Regions from separate parts of the Sus scrofa genome. Here regions 1 and 2 are each linked to region 3. A link is a contact called in public Hi-C data. All regions are on one chromosome and are shown on one strand. Each heading gives the region's core, a stretch centred on a gene start, on an enhancer-like site or on the middle of the called end of the contact. The rest is flanking DNA. Distances are from core to core; before and after follow the strand shown. Region 1 overlaps P4HA2 (prolyl 4-hydroxylase subunit alpha-2). Region 2 holds the start of SLC22A4 (solute carrier family 22 member 4). Region 3 holds the start of SLC22A5 (solute carrier family 22 member 5).

Region 1 (3,656 bases), core at 779-3,278, 120 kb after region 3:
AGCAGGAGATACTGGCTTTCCAGTGGGTGGAACGAAGTCCTGTCTGGTTACCACAGGCTTCCATGGAAATCAGCCATCCCTCTACCCCAGCCTTTGCTTCTGTCTGCCAGAGTTCCCACTGTCCCCCTGGCTCATGACTTGGGGAGGCCCAAACCCCACACCCTCGCCTGGTCCCTCAGCAGAGGAGATGCCCCTTCTGTAGGTTCCCTCAGCCCTGGGAACCACGGTCACTTTCCTCATCTGCATACCTGGCCCCGCCCTCCCCTGGCCAAAAAACCCCTTAGAGTCTGCAGAGCAGGGCTTTTGTTAGTCTCATCTCTGTGTCCTAGGACTAGGCATAGAGTGGGCGTCGGCAAATCTTTATTGACTGACTGCACATGAGTAAGGGAAGGTGCAGAAGGCTTCTGAGGCCTTTGGCTGAGTGACCTAACATGAAAGCCTATTTAGAGCAGGTGGGCCTGGCTGCCCCTCAGTTTGGCCAGGGCAGCTCAAAGACTGTCCTGAGGCTACGTAGGTCCCTGAGCCAGGCTCTGGGGTGTAGATTGCAGGCAACTTCCCCTAAGTCCATTTCCTCCCTCTGGTCCATCTTTTCCTGGAACTCCCCATTGGTTGAACCCAATCAAAAGTCACAGAGCTGGGGCAGTTTGTGTTGTGGTGCAGTGGAAACGAGTCTAACTGGGATGTGGGTTTGATCCCTGGCATCTCAGTGGATCAGGAATCCAGTATTGCTGTGAGCTGTGGTGTAGGCGCAGGCTCGGCTCAGATCCCACATGGCTGTTGCTGTGGTGTAGGCTGGCAGTTGTAGCTCTGATTTGAGCCCTAGCCTGGGAACTTCCATATGCTGTGGATACGACCCCAAAAAGCAAAAAAAAAAAAAAGATGGAGCAGGAGCACCTGTTGGTGGCATCCATACAGGTCAGCACAGGGGCACAGAGCCGGGGAAGGGAGAGAGACAGGGATCTGAAGGAGCAAGCAGAGGCTGTCCAACATGGATGTCATTTGCCAAGTGTTAGGCTACGCTTGGTACAAGGAAAGTGCTGCATCCATTAGCCGCCCTGTTACAGAAGCAGCTCAGAACATCACAGGCATGTGGGTGAGGACTGCGCAATCCCTCTCCTCTTGTTCCTCTCCTCAAAGGGCTCATCTCAACTGAAGCCATGATATTCTAGGTATATTCAGAGTCCTGTCAGTGGCCTCCCCCATCTTCTTCTTCTCATTGTTTTTTTTTTTTTTTTTGTCTTTTTAGGGCTACACCCACAGCATACGGGGGTTCCCAGACTGGTCAAATCAGAGCTGCAGCAGCTGCCTACAGCCACAGCCACAGCAACACAGGATCCAAGCTGCATCTGCAATCTACACCACAGCTCACGGCAATGCTGGCTCCTTAGCCCACTGAGCAAGGCCAGGGATCAAACCTGTATCCTTAGGGATGCTAGTCAGATTCGTTTCTGCTGAGCCGCGACCAGAACTCCCACCCTCATCTCCTTATACAAATTCACTGCACTACTAGCCCTTAGTTTTTCTTCAGGTCTGATGGCTCCTATGGCCTGAGGCTCTTCCAAAGCTACAATAAGTTTAACTGGCTGTTGGCAGTTCCTGTTGTGGTTCAGTGATAATGAACTCCACTAGTACCCATGAGGAGGTGAGTTCGATCCAGGGCCTCTCTTAGTGGGTTAAGGATCTGTTGCTGTGAATTGTGGTGTAGGTAGCAGATGTAGTAGCTAGGATCCCGTGTTGCTGTGGCTGTGGCCAGACACTGTAGCTCCAATCCGATCCCTGGTCTAGGAACTTCCATGTGCCGGGAGTGAGGCCCTAAAAAGGAAAACAAAAACAAAAACAAAAAGGTAACTGGCTTTAGAGGGCCCTGGTCACCCACCGCTGAGTAAAGGGTTTGGGATCCTCCTAACAAACTCCCTGCCTTTCCTACCACTAGAGGTCCCAGTACTGGAGTCATTCCCTTAGGGCCTGGAAAACATCTCCATCTGCCCAGTTGCTGTGTTTACACAGCTCTAGGCAAAGGTCCCAGCTAAACCTTGGCAGATTGGAGGGGTAGGGCTGAGGAGTATTTTGAGCAAAGCTGGTATTGCTCCTTAAACAGAGTGGCCCACGGTGGGCTCCATGCGCCCTCTGCTGGCCATCCTTATTTTTGCAGCTACAACTCTCTGGGCAGGACCAGAACAGCAGAATTTGCCCACAAAATTTTGAGACGCCATGAGCCTTGGCCCAGAGACATAGATGGCTACTGGGGTGGAATGAAGAGGAAATCCAAGGACTTGATGAGGGCTTTGGGTCAGCCTGGCCTAGAGATGTTGAGTGGCTTTTGGGGTGAGAGAGTAAAGCTCACCTTCAAGACTAGAGACACACGATAGTGTCCGATGGCTCAGACCCTGTAGGAAAGCCATCTCTCCACCTTTACCACATGGATCACTCCCTCTTCAGCCAGGGAGATGCTCTTCCCAAGCCATCCTTGCTCCCCTTGGGGGTGTGATTCCTGCAGATGATGGAGGTGGACATCTTTCTGATTCCAAGCCTCAGCTGGCTGGTTCATGGTCAGGGATAAAGTCAGATTCTGGTTAAAAGTTAACATCACGTTGTGAGACAGAGTCAAGGTTAAGGGAAGAACCAGAGAACAGAGCACAGAACCTCCTCCTCCTCACATGAGAAGCCAGGTCCCACAAGCTTGTGCATGCATATCCCTGTGTGCACATGTGCGAGTGCACGTGGGCCTGTGTGTCACGTGGGTAAGGATGCTCCCACCGAAGCCCCTGGCCAAGTCATTCTGTCTTTGAGCACTAGAGGCACAGGGGTCATCAAGCTTCTCAAAGGTTTAAGCGAATGTCAGAGACAGGAACAAAATGTAGAAAACCACAGAAACTATGTACACACACACTAAACACTAGCATATGTAACTTTGTCATGGAAACTAGTTCACTGCCTCTCGGCCATATTCTTACTGGGTCGGTATAAAATGTGCTTATGTGTGATGCAGGTGTACTGGAGGATGTTTGATGTGGTGTGGGGTAGTCAGGGCCTCCAGAGGAATGGGCACCCTGGTGTCCTGGTGGTGGGTCAGAGTCCTGGGCTGTGTCCCTCAGGGCAGAGGACTGGGCTCACCAGCAAGTTCAGATGATGGCGTCGACTCGAGGGACTGGGGTAGAGTCAGAGCCATAACCAGAGCTGATACAGGCAGGACCGTTGAAGGCAGGAGAGAGCCTTCAGGAGCGGTGGAGATCCTTGAGGCCTCATCCACATGTGGAACTCAGACTCCTGTGGTTATGGGGCGGTAGATGTACTAAATCATAAGGCAATTTTGTTCAAATTAGCAAAGAATAAAATTTTTGGGGGGGGGCGGCACACCCTGGGCATGCAGAAGTTCCCCGTCCAGGGATGGAACCTGCACCACAGCAGCAACCTGAGCCACAGCAGTGACAACACCAGATCCTTAATCCACTAGGCCATCAGGGAACTCCATGAATACCCGTTTTTAATTCACTTTATTTCCATCTAATGGTAAGCAGTAATGAATATGCAAATCTACAATGTCTGTGATGTGGAGCCCCAGGACAGAATTTGCACAATTTGACTGGGGTAGGGTTACTCAAGTGTGGATTAACTGACACTAGTCTCACTCCAGCAAATATATAAGGTGCCTTAGA
Region 2 (3,696 bases), core at 697-3,196, 65 kb after region 3:
GCTATACCATTTTACATTTCCACCAACACTGCACAAGTGTTCCAACTTCTCCACATCCTTGTTTGTTATTTTTCCGTTTTTTTTTTTAAAAGCAGCCAATCTAATGGGTATGAGGTGGTATCTCATTGCGGTTTTGATTTACATTCCATAATGATGAGTGATGCTGAGCATCTTCTCATTTGCTTGTATTCTCTTTGATAAACAAGGAAGCTGAGGCTTTGAGCAGTGATGTAACCTGCTCAAGTCAGCCAGTGCTTAGGGGTGGGGTCAGAACTGGCCCACCCCTCTGACTCCAGAACACCTCCTTGTGCCACCACTTCTCTGAGGTGATCACCCACCCTACTCACTTTCATACTTCTCTCCTTCCTCCCAAACATCACTGCCCCTTTGCCTTTTATTTTGCTCCCAACACCCAAAAATGAAACAAGGAAGGGAAAGGCCGCTGAAAACCACATATGTGTGAGTGTGTGATGATGTGCACGCCCAGAGGTGTCCGCAGGCCCCTGTGAGCAGGGCATAACAGGAGAGCTATGGATCTGTAAGCTAGGAGCTGCTCACCCCTCACACCCTGAGGTGAATAAAACCAGTGAGGAAGGGGAAAGAGACTGGCCAATGCTGCTGTCAAGGAGGGCTGCAGCCAGTAGGGCCAGCTCCAATTCAGATGCTGAGGACACTTCCGGGAACTGAGGTAGGTTGAGCTGGCACATCGTTTTAGACATCCCAGGACAAGGCTGTGGGCAGAGGGTGGGCAAGCATGATGATCAAAGCCATAGAAGCAGGCCACCTCAGGGCCCATGGTAGGCATGGTGCCAATGCTGGGGGGATCTAGAGGTGCACTGGCTCCTGAAACTTAGAAATCCTGCCACCAAACCACCTAGGATGTTAAGGGGCTAAAAGCATAGCTGGAATTCCTGACCACCACTGGGCCCTATGCTCTTAGGGTCTCTGTGAATCACTCTTCATGAGTGCCCTGGGGCTAGGGTTGTGCCTCTTCTAGTTCCCTGTACTCCCCCAGTATCAAGAGGCCTTCTGCTCCTTTTCAGAGACACTGGAGCCTCAGGATAGGACCCAAGCCTCACCATAGCTGTATGACAGAGCAGGAGGCCCCCAGATGCTTTCAGAGGTCTACAGCCAGGGAACACACCAGATCTGCCCATGCTCTGCCCAGCAGCAAGGCTCTTGTGTCTGCACATGGGCTCAGCAGCCTCCCCCACATCCCTTCTTATGTTTGTGGCAGGAACTTGATTCAGACTGTACATCTGGGGAGCCTAGGCCTGGCAGTATCTAGGTTCTTGGGAAACAACTTGGTCTTTGGTGAAACTGCCAAAGGAAAAGGCAGTTGACAGCTGCCTCCTTTCCCCTTCCCCTCTGTACTAGACATACTGATCAGGAATGAGTCTGAGTTCTACTATCCGGGGTTTCACACCTGTTTTAGAAGTATAACCCAGGTGACTGTTAGCCAGGTTTAATGAGGAGTTGGAGACGCTGACCCAGGAACTGCTAAGGTGTCTGCAGGGGGTTGGATGCAGATGAAGGGTCGCTCGCACACCCACCTCGGTCACGATGGTGGACAAATAGACGTCCTGGCTGAACTCCCAGCCATCCAGGCAGTCCTCCTGCTCCAGCTGCTCCAGGTCCACGTCGCGCCCCGGCTCCAGCCCGAGCGCCGACAAGTTGACAATCGTCTCGAGCCGGTAGCGACGGCAGCTGTGAGGCACCTCGCGGCCGTCCTGCAGCCGCAGCGGGAGACTGTGGTTGCGCCAAGCGCTGCTCAGGTTCGCGGTGTCTGGCACTCGGCAGTGGTGCTCCGGGGTCCCCGCCAGGAACACGACTGACATCCCGTTGAAGCCGTTGGGGATGATGCTGGCGCTGAGCAAGAAGAAGATGAGGCGCTGGAAGGGCCCCCACTTGCCCAGGAAGGCGGTCACCTCGTCGTAGTCCCGCATGCTCTTTCTGCCGCTGCTCTGCAGGTGGCAATAAGGGGTAATAAAGAGCGTTGCTCGGACAGTGTTGCGCGGTCGGTCGAGGGCGTTCCCCGAGGGCGTCAGAATGTTCTCGCGGGCCAGGCACGCTGAGGGAAAGTGGGGCGCGGGGCCGGGACAGATCCCGGGAAACGGGGAGCCGGCGTTAGAAGACTCCCTGGAGCTGGACGCAAAGCTGAAGCCTTGCAGAAACTCAGGACCACACCCCCACCCCGGCCGGGGCGGGGCAGGGCGGGGCGGTGGGGCGGGATGGGGTGGGGCTTTGGGTGGCCACGCCCATGCTCCAACCCCCGCCCCCGGCGACCCCGCGGTACATCCCACTGAGGGTGGAAGGTCAGCCCCGCCGCCAGCTATCGGAGAGGGGGTCCGGCTCCTGAGCCCCCAGCGCCGCTTGTGCACCCTCAATGCTGAGCGCGCCGCCTTCGGCCGCCAGGTTGGGTCTTACAGGGGAGAGCAGGCGAGGGCCAAGAGCCGAGGCCGGAGAGCAAGGTCTTTGAGAGGAACGGCCTCGGCCTTCTCTGTCGGCTTTGCGTGAGGCCTCGGCCGGGGGTAGGAGGTCTTCAACCCGGAGTCTGAGGTCAGTGGGCCTCGGGCGGGGTGCAGACGGGCGAGTCCGTGGGATCCGGGCTCCCGGGAAAGTTCTGCGGGCGCAAGGGTGACAGGAGCACGCCCCCTCCTTTGACCCACCGCCGCGCAAGTGGCCGGCACCAGAGGACCCACGAGGAGCTGTTTCCACCCCCACCCCCATCCTAGGTCTGGAGATTCAGTCACCTGCTGGCGGCGCCTGAAGAAGAGTCCCGAGGACAGCCAGGAGCCTCACCTTGGAAAGGGGGAACAGGCTCAGAGCCCAGAAGGGATGAACAAGGCCACACTGCGTCAGTGATAAGCTGTGACCAAGAGGAGCTGGGCGCAGGGACGACCAGGTTGCCCCAGAATCCTGTTGAGGCCTCTGGAGAAGATTCTACAGGGAGCTTGGCCCCTTGTGAGAGCACGGTAATGGAGGCCCATCTGTTACCACTCCTGGGCTCTGATTTTGATCCCGTAGGGCTTTTCATTGGGGCTGGCTGCTAGAGTCTTTTTGGACTGGATGGCCTCTGGTTTGCCAAAGGGAACACCCCCAGTCCAGGAGCAGAGGGAGGGAGGAAGGAAAGAGGAGAAGGTTCACTTTGCTGCCCAACTCTGGCAGGGCAACCAGAACAGGGACCAGCCTGCTAGTGTCCAGGCCTAAGGCCCCTCTGCTTTTGGGTGAATTAGCCTGGGCCTGCACTGGGAATCCTGGGGTTCCTGAGGCAGAAGGAATTGATGGACTGAAGGGCCTACCTCTTTGGAGATTTTGCACAAGTGTTTGCTTCTCCCGGCCCTGGTTAAGAGGCAGGAGACTTTTTCTGCCTCATTTTTTGTAGTCTCCAGTTTTAGGCTGGCTTCCCACCCCCTTGGAACTCAGTTTCTTTACATATAATAAGACCATATGCCCAGATGTGCCAGGACAGCTCTGATATGCCTATTAGTGCGGTGGAATTATTAATAGTGCTTCCCTTTACTTTCAGAAGTATCCTTCTTTGAACAGTGTTTCATGTCATTGTCTTACTTAGCTTGGATTTCTTCCTTCCCCCTTTCCCCCAGTAAAAAATCAAAGCCTGAGATAAGAATTTTTATGGAGATCATTTAATTTTGAGTGAGCCCAAGGAAAGGAGTGAAGTACTAGGGAGAGTGA
Region 3 (3,877 bases), core at 107-2,606:
CTAATAACTGCAAGGTCACCAGGGGATAAACAAGGTCACCCAAAAGGAAAATCCAAGGAGCTGGGGAATGAGAAAGGTTTTCCCTCTGCTTCTATGAACTAAAGTTGTTATGCTTTAACTTAATCAGCCCAATGACTTTTCCTTAAAATATCCAAAACATTCCAGGTCAAGGTGTCCCCCTGAATGGATCTTTAGATGCAGGAATTCTAAAAAACTAATGATTAACTATGAACAAAAGGTAAACAGTTCCCTGGGTAAGGACCAGTCATTTTGGGGTGAAGGTGGGTGGGGAAGGAGTAACTGGAGAAAGGAGCAAGAGACAGTTTTATAGACATGCTTCCTTTAACTTTACAAGTTCAAGAAAGTAAAGGGGTGGGTATTTCCTCTCTTTCTGAGCAGATGCTAAGAGGCTGGAGGAAAAAACGGTGTCAGCTCCTTGGCCCAAGCTCTAGCTCTGGTCTTCAGCATTCCCACACCCATCTAGAGTAAGTCTTTAACTACTTAAAACCTTGGAGTATCTACCAGGAGTCGCCAGGGCCTTCTTGGCTTCCTCGTCAAGGTAGCCAACACGATGGGTGGCCAGCACGGACATCCGTGCTGCGACGGCCAAGATCTGGCTGGAAGTGACCGTGCAAAGTGCTCCCGAGTCACCTGGCTGGAGGATGCCCATCACCAGTGTGTAGTAAGTCTGTGGAGAGGGAGTGACAGCGCACACCTTGGCGGGTGGAGTGTGCGACCTTAAAGACTGCGAAGGTCCTCTCTACTCCCCGGTCCCAGGCTCCCGCACGGGGCTGGTACCCACCTCAGTCACGATGGTGGACAAGTAGATGTCCTGGCTGAACTCCCACCCATTCAGGCAGCCCTCTTGTTCCACCTGCTCTAGGTCCACGTCGCGCCCAGGCTCCAGCCCTAGAGCCGAGAAGTTGACAATCGTCTCGAGCCGGTAGCGACGGCAGCTGTGAGGCACCTCGCGGCCGTCCTGCAGCCGCAGCGGGAGACTGTGGTTGCGCCAAGCGCTGCTCAGGTTCGCGGTGTCTGGCACTCGGCAGCGGTGCTCCGGGGTCGCAGTGAGGAAAACGGCAGACAGGCCGTTGAAGCCGTTGGGGATGATGCTGGCGCTGAGCAAGAAGAAGATGAGGCGCTGGAAGGGCCCCCACTCGCCCAGGAAGGCGGTCATCTCGTCGTAGTCCCGCATGCCGCCCTCCGCTGCCCGTGGCGCGCGGCCCTGGGTCAGAAGACGCGGCGGCGCGCAGGGGCGGGGCTAGGTGTGCGCGTGCGCGTCGGGTCCCCACAGGGAAGCCTTCCTGAGGGACCGCTCGCAGACTGAGCAGGCTCTTGAGCTCCCGCCGCCACCGCGGCCTCACGGGAGAGACCGGCCTTACATAGACAGCGAGGCTGGGGCGGGCTCTGGGCCTAAGCTGCCAATCCCGCCGAGCCCAACGGCGGGGCGGGGCCACACGTGACGACGGTGGGCGGGCCCGGGCCGCCCGCCGCGCGCACAGTCTCGGGCCGAGCCGCGGTCCCGGCGTGGACGGGTCAGGGCAGACCCTAGTAGGCCCGGAGTTACAGCCGAAGGAGCTTTGGCTCCGCTGAGGGAGGCAGCAAGACCTGGGGCCTGGGAGGCGTCTGAGACCCAGCTCGTTGGCCCAGCCCGGAGCCGGGCAAGAGCCAGAGTGGGCCAGGCGGCGGAAGGCTGGAGTAGTACAAATTCCGCCCGCCCCCTACCCCTCTTAACGGAGGTCTGAAGGCGGACTGGGACTAGCCCACGGTCGCACTGCTAGTTTACTGCCTTTGACACCGCTCATCTTGGTAAGAGTGAGAAGGGTTATGTTGAAACCGGAACCGTTAATTACTCGCATGGAGAGACTGGAAGCAATGACTAACCCAAATGCCCTTTCCATTTTGGTCGCGAACAAGCCCTTTTGTTGTCCTTTAACCTGTTCAAACCAATGTAAAATTTTAACTTCAGGATTATTGACGATCCCAGCCTAGGATTAAGTGTTTCCCTTAGATTAGTTATTTCTGCACAGAGTTAAGAGTTGAAGGGTTATGGGGGGAAAAAAAGCAACTAGGTGATTCTCAAACTTCACTGTCCCATAGAATATAAAGTGTTTTAGTGGTCATATTAGTAAAGGTGCCGCGTTTAGTAAACCAAAGTATAAGACAACTAGTGAAAATTTGAATTTCTGATAAACAACGGATTATTTTATAGTGATAAAATATATGCAGGGAACATACGAAGTTCAAATGTATTGTGTAGGGCAGCCCTACATAATAAAGTCAAAAGAAATGAATGAAATTAATTTTAATATGTTAATTTATATGTTCATAACATTATTATTTCGTCATGTAATCTAGAAATTACTGAAATGTTTTATATTCTTACGTTAATAAACCATCGATCTTATATTTAGAGAATTTTCATACTAAATCTTAAGAATCCACTGTGTATTTTATAGCACATTTCAATTCAGATTAGCCATACTTTAAGAGCTTAGTGGCCACATGTAGCTTGTGAGCTCTCTTATTGGACAACACTGTTCCAAGGCCTTTAAGAATTAGGGTTGCTAAATTTAACATTGAAGGATTTTCCTTTTTATAGTAAGAGTGGCTCCTTTTTATAATAATAGTCTTCTAAATGTACACTTTTAAGTGTAATCTGTTAGGTAAACTAATATTTTCACTTTGAAAATAGAGAATGGGAAGCTAAGCTTACCAGCATGTTTTACACAAGGAAATATAAACATTTCCATAAAGTATGATAGATTTTTAAAAAATTATGCTAAAATTCCTAACACAGGTCTTAGTCCTTTCATTTATACTTACTGTCCAATATTCCTGCCTCCTGAAGATTCCTGGCTAGGCCTTCAGTAATATACTTAATCCTTTCTAACATTTTATCTCAAGTAATTGTCCTTTACTGGAACTAACTGGAAAGGAAAACCAAGCTTCTTGAAAGTAAACATTTTTCTTGTATCGACTCTCAAAATTGTTTTAATATTTCAAAATAAATGAAAACTTTGAGAAGAATGCTGGCCTGTGTCCAGACCAAACACGGTGAAAAAGTCTTACTTTAAGAAATACCAGTTGGGCATCCAAAAACACTCCTTGGAAACAATTCAGTAGGCTACCAAAGAAGTTGCAGATCTTGAAAGCAAACCACTTGCCGTCACACACAAAGCCAAAAGCAACCCAGGGCCTCGCCTTCTGCTTCTTGGCAGGGCAGATATTTCTATCTAAATGTTGTTATTATTTAAATTGCATCTTGTAAAGGAGAGATTGAACTCAGAATCTGAGAGAATCAGTTACATGAGGCCCTTTAAAACCCTCGAGATTCCAAATTAGGATGTTCCTATTTTATAAATAAGAGAAAATAAGACTGATTTATATGGCAGATAGCAGATTCAAGGTTAGAACTATAGATCAAATGGATTAAAATATTAACATGTAGTAGCTTGTCTCCAAGATAACACCCAGTGATCCCTGCCTTCTGGTACTGTGTAAGGAAATGGAATCGGTATTGCTGAGAGAGCTTTATAAAATGGAGCCAGAGGCCATTAAAGAACTATGACTTATGGAAGTCTCAGTCTGATGGAATCTGACCTTTTGACCTGATGAAGTCATCCAGAACACCTACCACAAACGCAAGCTACTTATTGGGACCCTTGCCCTAAATTAACTTGTGATAGTCTATCTACTTGTCAGACTCCTACCCTAAATCAACTCATGATGTCTTAAGTGCAATTATTTTCTGACTTGCATCAGAATCAATCACAGTTCTTGCCAGGTAACTTTTAACAATCTCCATGGCCTTTTGTCTTTATAAGCCCTTGACTCTTTCTCTTCCATGGAATGCTTTTTTGGGGTTACACAAGTC

Evidence for each region. A called contact is a pair of places that touch in the nucleus more often than the background predicts.
Region 1: a Hi-C map of embryonic fibroblasts shows a contact between it and region 3, with 2.5 times the contacts expected there. The contact joins the enhancer-like site here to the promoter of SLC22A5 in region 3. A contact is called at or near these places in 2 of 5 promoter capture datasets (fetal liver and fetal skeletal muscle), 1 of 47 Hi-C or Micro-C datasets (embryonic fibroblasts) and 2 of 2 datasets of contacts at active chromatin or transcription factors (alveolar macrophages and skeletal muscle).
Region 2: a contact with region 3 is called in a Hi-C map of liver, with 5 times the contacts expected there. The contact joins the promoter of SLC22A4 here to the promoter of SLC22A5 in region 3. A contact is called at or near these places in 3 of 47 Hi-C or Micro-C datasets (blood, liver and omental adipose tissue).

The regions. Positions count from the first base shown.
Region 1 is chr2:134,541,868-134,545,523 of Sscrofa11.1, reverse strand. All of the region lies in intron 3 of P4HA2 (prolyl 4-hydroxylase subunit alpha-2), which reads left to right. Among named protein-coding and RNA genes, the nearest start is that of PDLIM4, 12 kb to the left of the region's middle. Within about 2 kb of position 2,028, at least 36 of the 83 cell types and tissues checked have an H3K27ac peak or open chromatin away from gene starts, as enhancers often do. A contact at or near this core is called in embryonic fibroblasts, where this site is marked.
Region 2 is chr2:134,594,036-134,597,731 of Sscrofa11.1, reverse strand. It overlaps SLC22A4 (solute carrier family 22 member 4), which reads right to left and starts at 1,946. Exons shown (of 10, transcript NM_001145752.1): 1 at 1,554-1,946. The coding sequence starts at 1,946. It overlaps P4HA2 (prolyl 4-hydroxylase subunit alpha-2), which reads left to right and starts at 2,288. Exons shown (of 18, transcript XM_021085438.1): 1 at 2,288-2,415; 2 at 2,736-2,975.
Region 3 is chr2:134,658,275-134,662,151 of Sscrofa11.1, reverse strand. It overlaps SLC22A5 (solute carrier family 22 member 5), which reads right to left and starts at 1,356. Exons shown (of 14, transcript XM_021085423.1): 1 at 803-1,356. The coding sequence starts at 1,195. It overlaps LOC102157444 (a long non-coding RNA gene), which reads left to right and starts at 1,493. Exons shown (of 4, transcript XR_001307200.2): 1 at 1,493-1,809.